2 separate regions of the Mus musculus genome follow, and region 2 is linked to region 1. The links are chromatin contacts, called in public promoter capture Hi-C maps. All regions are on one chromosome and are shown on one strand. Each heading gives the region's core, a stretch centred on a gene start, on an enhancer-like site or on the middle of the called end of the contact. The rest is flanking DNA. Distances are from core to core; before and after follow the strand shown. Region 1 has its middle 13 kb from the start of Fam117b. Region 2 has its middle 30 kb from the start of Cd28.

Region 1 (3,992 bases), core at 433-2,932:
ACACACACACACATACACACACATACACACCCACTAGTAGGATAGGAGTATTATAGGCCAGAGGACTGCTACTCCAGTGATAATCTTCTCCCTAGAGAGTTGCAAAAAGAAGCCATTATGCCCTTAGCAATTATAGCTACTTAGGGGCTGAATCAAACAAAACCTTAGTTTTCTAAATACACAATCTTGATTAGGCCTTTGTTTCCAGTAAAAAGGGAGGAGTGATAAAGGGGGGACCAACTATAGTTTGTTCATCCCCCCCACCCCCAAGATAGGGTCTCATTGTATAGCCAAACTTATCCTCAAATGGAATAAGTTTTTGTTTTTCAGGCTGACCTCAAACTCAAAGCAGTCCTCCTGCCTCAGGCTCCTGAATGCTGCACACAATCTTTTTTATTCTTGTGCCAGGGACCTAAGTCACCCCACTGAGTACCATAGCTCAGGTCATTTCCTCAACTGACAATGAACAGCAGAGACAGGGCTAAGGTATGTATACTTACCATACGTCACAGGAAGCAGTGATCTGGTACTCTGCCGGTTGAATTAATTCTGTGTTCTGATTAAGTGATATTAAGACAGGGGATATAAAGGACAGGGCCCCCACAAGATGGCTCAGCTGGTAAAGGCACCTCCCACCAAACTTGACAATCTAAGTCTGAATCCCAGGACCTGTATGGTAGAAGGAAAATACTAATTCCCACAAGTTGTTCTGTTCCCTCTACACACATGCCCTGGCATACCTATACAACACACTACACACCCACCCAACCACACACACACACACACACACACACACACACACACACACACAGGAAGACAGTACAGGACCTAGGTAAGCATGGTAGCATATACTGTACATCACAGCAGAGGTAGAAAAATTACTGCAAGGTCAAAAGCCAGCTTGGTCAATATAGCTGGTTCCAAGCAAGCTAGGGCAACATCCTAAAAGTCTGTCTGAAAAAACAAATAGTTCTAATCATTAGTGAATGCAGTGATCGTAGAGCTCTGAACAGCCTTCACTCACACACACTTATCGGCAGTGTAAAGAACAGAGTACATTATAGAAGCGCAATGCTGTTGAATTGCACATGTGCAACACACGGCAGTTAACTGAGTAGCAAAATCCCTCTGTACCTACAGGCTGGAAGGATCAGGAGGAATGAATTAGTGCATTGTGGCTTGCATGTGCTTTCTTGGTTGTGCTTCCCAGCTCCCATTTGGCAATGGTAAAATGATTGCTGCGGCTCAGCACAGCAGTGATTGGTGTCAGGGAGCTCTCTGTGAGTGGCTTTTACAGAATTTGAAAGGGCAAGGCATATTTCACAGACTAGTCCTCAACTCTCCCCATCAAGTTGTCACCATAGAGACAGAAAACTTAAAGACTTCCTCCTAATCATTTTGGAAGCAAAATGTCTATTTCTGGCTGAGGCCTGGCCTCTCTGGAGTTTATAAAGAGTTTCTTACTGTCTGCTGTGTAGTGTGGAATTTAGCAACCTTTTGGGGGTCAGATGAACAGCAACTTTTAAAAAGGAAAAAACCTACTTCCTAGTTGGGTGATATTGGATAGGTCACCTATGGCCTGGCGGTAAGTCAGCTGCTCTCCAAGCTATGTCTCCTCAAGCTTTCTGTCTGCTTCTCTCTCATAACCTCCAGGGCAATCATCACCCTGAGGACAGAGCCCTGCAACACTTCAGTCATAAACTCAGCTATCAGTTGCCAAAGGTCATGTGGTTTCGGGACCTTCCTTTTAGTTAGTTCCTTAGGTTCCTGCAGATAACTAAAACAAAGCACTTCTCAGGAGCTTTCCTTTTTTTGCTTTTTTCTTTGCCTTTACCACACTACCAATGAAAGGTCTGTTTTTTGAATGATAATCTAATGTTTTCTAGAAAGATAAAGAATTTAATCTTTCAGGTAAGTGATGTTAACACTGATTTCAAAGTCAAATGGGATACATGGAAAAGCAGAGTTTATTTCAGTTGATTTTGTCTCTTGAAACATTAATGCCATAAGAAAGCACTTCATAGCCAGGGTGTGGCGGCACATGGTTTTTAATCCCAGCACTAGGGAGGCAGATGCAGGAAGATCGTGTGGGTTCCAGGGTAGCCTGGTCTACAGAGTTTCAGGACAGTCAGGGCTACAGAGGAACACTGTTTCAGAAAACAAAAGAAAACAAAACAAAAATGAAAGAAAGAAAAGAAAAAAAGAAAGTACTTCATCAAACTGTGCTGCCATGTAAGCTGATAGATAGTGTTTTCTTGGTTTCTTTTAACCACACTGGAACTGTTCTTTGGACACGTCCAAAATTGCAATGGAACCTATCAGGTTTTAACATGTATACCCCTGGGAGCCATAATTTTAACTCAAGGAATTTTTTTTCCAGAAAAATATTCCCATCAATTTTAGTCTACCTTGGGCTTGAGGGGTTGAAGCTAGCTCCTGCACTTGGTTCTAAGAACTCTGGGCAGGAACATTGTAGTCAAAGTCAACACCAGAGAAAGAGAGAGAGACAGAGACAGAGACAGAGAAAGACAGAGACAGAGACAGAGACAGAGACAGAGAAAAGAAAAGTCATGTGGCAGTCCTAGGTGAAGGTCCTAGGAGAAGCAGAGGGAGCCTAGTTGATGATTCCAAAAGTAAACGCCCCCAGGAGGCAAATCTCATCTGAGTATTCAGAGTTAACAACCAACTATTCTGTGGGAGTCACTTGACATTCGAGGAATGTGTCTATCATGAAAGCACACACCAATAAAAGGAATTTTAAGAAAGCAGCAACAATGTGTAAAGATCAGTTATTGCCATGGTGCGTGAAGATCAGTTATCTCCATGGTGCGTGAATGACCATCAGTGGAATGCTAGAATGGAAGAGGATAATTGGGACCAGGGGGTAGCTCAGTGGGTAAAGGTACTTGCTGCCAAGTCTGATGGCCAGAGTTCATTCCTCAGGTCCCATGTGTCAGAGAGAGAGAACCACCATGCACACACATATACACGGAATAAATAAGCACACAAATGTAATAAGAATATGTAGGCAAATACTATACAACTCTACCATGGGTGTGATGTTCTTAGAATCACAAGAACAAAGTCAATGGTGGTTTTCAGGAGCAGGAGGGAGGGGGAGGGGGTGTTTCAGTGTGTTGAGAAAGATCTTTCTGGAGAAGGCTGCACAGATAGTCATGCAAATCGTACTAAACTGTAGACGAGGAAGTATTTTTGAGGTGTCCTGGGTATCAAACCCATGGCCCCACACATGCTAGACCAGTGTTCTCTCATTGAACTATCTCCCTTGCCCTGAAGTAATACATTATATATTATATGTATTTTAGTACAATAAAAAAAATCTGGAGAAAAGGGGATAACCAACAAATAAGGGTGCTTTGGGTATGAAAAATGTTTGCTGAGATAAATTTATGGGGGTTTTGGAAAAGGAAGACAAGGAAAGTCCTCAGAGGGTTGACTCAGGAGATGACCTATCGGTGGAAAGCAGAGGGCCAGAAGACTAATCTAGGAAGCTCCTTGTTTCTTGGAAAACTGCAGATGAAGGAGAGGCAGCTGGAGAAGATAAGAGAGAGACAGAATCTATCAAGAGTCCCTACGGCAAACTGAATTCCTCCCATATACCAAGAAAGAGATTTTTGTGAAGGGGCTCCCTGTAGACTTGGGGGCAGGAAGGGTTAAGGGAGCAACTGAGGGTTGTGTAAAAGGAGAGAGTGCTTTATTTTGGGCTATAGTTCAAGGGGATATACTCCATAATGGAGGAGAAGGCAGGATGGCAGGGTAGGAGAGGGCTAGCTGCACTGCATCCACAGACAGGAAGCAAAGATTGATCAACAATGTGGCTCATTCTCCTTGGTACCGAGGCGATGACATGCAGAGTGGGTCTCCCGACCTCAGTTAACTGAATCTAGACAATTTCACACAAGCATTGCCTAGAGGCTGAGCTGATTGATATGATCCACCACAGGCATGCTCAAAGATGTGTTTCCAAGGTG
Region 2 (3,760 bases), core at 160-2,659, 820 kb after region 1:
GCAGAGAGGGCCACACAGTCAGAGTGAGAGCTATGTAGAGGTTTGCCATAAGTGTCAAACCTAGTCAGTCAGGGCAAGGGTAGACTGACAAATGCTTAGGTTTCTCTCCTCCTACCCACAGAGTCTCATGTAATTGATGGAATCCAAACAGAAGGCAAAAGGTTCAAGAGAGTCCAGGTTATACTGCCCAAAGTGGTCAGAACAGGTCAAACCTGGTCTCTTCAATTCTTCAGTACTGCCAAGGTCTGCCTTTCAGTTTCTCCCATATGCAACACTTCATTAAACTCAGGAAAAATTAGAAATCTGAATTTTTTACTTTTTCCAAGACCAGGATCCTGATACATAGTTCAGGTTGGCTTTGAACTTGTGGTCCTCCTGCCTCAATCCCCTTGCTTCTGGGATTGCAGATGTGTGCTACCATCTGGATGCAGAACTAGTCCTCCTCCTCCCCTTCCCTTTCCCCTCTCCTCCCCCATCCCTCTCTGTTTAGTCTTAGAGGCACAATGAGCAGGACATGTTGAGAAACGACACACTGAAGGGCAGATGGAAGTCAAACTATCCTGCTTATGACTGATCAGTTTAGGTTGCAGGGAAGAGCTCAGTGTGGGGACCTGTGACTCTGCCAGCACCACCTGGAATTCATCTTTCCCAGTGAGACCCAGAGACAGCACCAAAGCTAGCTCTTGAAGGAAAACAGAGAATAGTTGCTTTCTTTTGGGGAGGAAAAATGTGGGTCTGCCCACTAAGATGAAGCTGGGAATGTAGGGTTTGGGTTATACCCTGTGAGGGCATCTCTTGCCTAAGAGGAAGATGGCTGGAGCTGGGCCACAGATGCCTGGTTATTCTTCTTTAGTGTACACAGTAGAGAAGTCCCACTAGTGCACTGTAGCAGACCAGCCGAGGACATTGTCTTTCTTACCCTGTTTCTCTTGCCTTCAGGAGTCAGGCACACTGGGGACAGGAATACACAGATGAGTGATTTTACTCTAAGTGAGAACACTAATAGTTACTGAAGATGTTCTTTAAGGATGGATGTGGCTTTCATCCATTTGTCACGAGGTTTGCACAGCTGACACTCTAATGACCTATTATTAACTGGGCTTTGGCGATGGTAAAACAGAAGCTTGGCCAAGTTAAGGGACTTGCTCAGAGCCACAGAAACGAGCTAGCGGCAGAGCTATGATTCAAATCTAGACAGTTTGGCTGCAGAGCTAGTGTTCTTAACTCCTTTCCATGTCCTGGAGACAGGCCTGTGAACAAATAATTACAGTGTAATGAATGAGGTAAGTGCTAACGGGGCTGTGTGGAGTAGAGGAAGGAGTGACAGCCGATCTGAGAGTCAGCCATTTGTACAAATTCCCTTGCCCACTGCCAGAAATGAGCACAGCAGAGTCTTTTTAGGACTTGCGTTATTATTACATAGGAAGAGCCTCAGCTATGGAGGTCAGCTCATGCTGCTCTGCTGCCTGGCTCATGCATAGCAACACTTAAAACAATTTCTTCCTGATACTCTGGATCCCTTCCAAGAGTTTTGTTCCAGTTTTCGGATAAGGCAGAAACAGGAAAAGGATGTGCTAATGTTTCCTGACCTAGGTTGGACTTTGGAATAGGTTTGTAATTAAAATATTGTTAAGGTTCGATGGCATGTATATACATTATCTGTATTCTGTATTTATATAAATATTCTGTATTTATATGCCCCAATAAATGTGCTGTAAAAAACAAAACCCATAAACACCAGGTGTGAGACTGGTTAAATCTTCCCATTTCTGTGGTTTATAGGTCTATGTTGAGTATAGGTTGTTTATTAATATTTCTTACCTCAAGTATCTTTTCTTTCCAAAACAGTAATGATTTAGTTGCAGTATATCATGATTTCTGCTAATAGCACAGAAACAAATTTACGTCTTTTTCTCATTCCTTTAGGAAGAACTTGTATCGATGTGGTTTCCACTACTGCTTTGCCTTTCAGAGGTCTTTGAGCTATTGAGCATCCATATATTTGGTTCTTAAATTACTTGATATTCGAGTATCGTTCGTTTATTTGGCCAAGTAGATACTCGAAGCAGGTGCTGTTCATTGCCGCCAAGCACTGGCCCATTCATGCCAGGATGTTAAGCACATCCTGTAGCTTGGTGTAAACACCAGGTGGGATTCTAATCCACTCACCAGAGAGTCTTCTTCCATTCCTCCTCAGTGAGTGGAAGCCAGAGGGAAGTCCCAGTCAGGAATTCTCTGTGCCTTTAGAAGTCAGCAACTCCAAAGGACACAAGAAGGGAACTGGCCCAGTCACTCCCAAGCCTCCTCTGTACATAGCTTCTTTCTTGGTACCATCCCAGAAGCTCTCAGAGAAGTTCCAAGTTGACATGTAAGTCCTTTCTTGGACTAGTTTACCTTCAGTTGAAGTGTGGAGACATTCTCTTTCCTTTCCAATGTTGAAGTTGTCTGGGAGTCACCTTGGATAATTCTCCTATTATGTATAGGGAAAGGAAGACAAAATGAAACAAGGTGACCCTCACAACCATGGGGTCAATAGTTGGGTATTGTGGTCATCAAGGTAGACTCCAGAGGTAAGAGCAAGCTTGCTTACACATCTGGCCAGATGTTATCACACAGTTGTGCACAAGAACCCTGGCTCCATTCTTTAGGATCTTTCATGCCTTAGTATGTCAGTGGATCCAACTAACACAGGTCTAATGAGCAGAGTAATTTGGGAGGGATGGGTACTACAACAGTTATGTAAGACAAGAGGTTATGTCTTCTGATAACATATCTATCATTAAGTGAAACAATCAGAAAGCTGAGGAGTGTGGTAGACTCCTGGATGTCTCTTGGTATTGATTTCCATTTTGTTCATTATCATTGAATTCTGAGTATGGAAATGGGAACGACCATGAAGCTACATTGGTCATGTGACTAAGCATTCGTCGATAGGAAATAAGCAGAAATACTCCAGTTTCTGGCTTGTGGCCTGAAAGAGAAGAGTGTGGTGACTTGATGGAAGGTAACTGAGTTCCTGATTCTTCAGTTGACATTTTGAGTCCTGATCTGACCTGCTTAGTTGCAGACTGTTGAAAGAGGTAGGAAAACACACCATTGTCTTTAGCTCCAATCAATTTGGGTGCTTGTCAGGTAGTCCCGAAAGGCTTTTCCTCCCTTTCCATTATCTATCTATCTATCTATCTATCTATCTATCTATCTATCTATCTATCTATCTATCTAATATTCTGATCACTGTCCTCACCTCCTCCAGTTCTCTTTCACAAGGTCCCTCCCCCATACCTCTCCCCATCTCCTCTGAGAGGGCGGAGGTCCCCCTGGCTATCTCCCAACCCTGGCACATCAAGTCTCTGCAGAGTTAAACACATCCACTCCCACTGAGGCCAGACAAGGCAGCTTAGTTAGGGAAATGAGATCCAAAGACAGGCATCAGATTTAGGGACAGCCCCCTGGCTCCAGTTGCCCAATGGGCTTTTATACCAAGGGAGTGACTTGGGTGTTCAGTAGATTAGTGTCACCTTCAACTGGGAACATGGCCTTATGGCTCCAATGCTTCTGTTTTCTGCAGGTAGCCAGACTCCTCTCACAGACAGTTTGCTTGGAATCCTCTACATTGCTGTCTTTGGGGATTCTATAGTGAAAGAAAGGGACATACATGGTAGCAGGTTTCAGTTAGCTTAGGAGTGGACATCTTGATCTTTCACTAGACTCAGAAATTTCATTCCAAACCATCACTCTTTTAAACATCGCTGCATTTCTC

The links. Promoter capture Hi-C pulls out the DNA fragments that hold promoters and counts their contacts.
Region 2: a contact with region 1 is called in a promoter capture Hi-C map of liver, with 2.4 times the contacts expected there. The contact joins two enhancer-like sites.

The regions. Positions count from the first base shown.
Region 1 is chr1:59,898,164-59,902,155 of GRCm38.p6, forward strand. No RefSeq gene overlaps it. Among named protein-coding and RNA genes, the nearest start is that of Fam117b, 13 kb to the right of the region's middle. Within about 2 kb of position 1,683, at least 16 of the 459 cell types and tissues checked have an H3K27ac peak or open chromatin away from gene starts, as enhancers often do. A contact at or near this core is called in liver, where this site is marked.
Region 2 is chr1:60,714,597-60,718,356 of GRCm38.p6, forward strand. No RefSeq gene overlaps it. Among named protein-coding and RNA genes, the nearest start is that of Cd28, 30 kb to the right of the region's middle. Within about 2 kb of position 1,410, at least 39 of the 459 cell types and tissues checked have an H3K27ac peak or open chromatin away from gene starts, as enhancers often do. A contact at or near this core is called in liver, where this site is marked.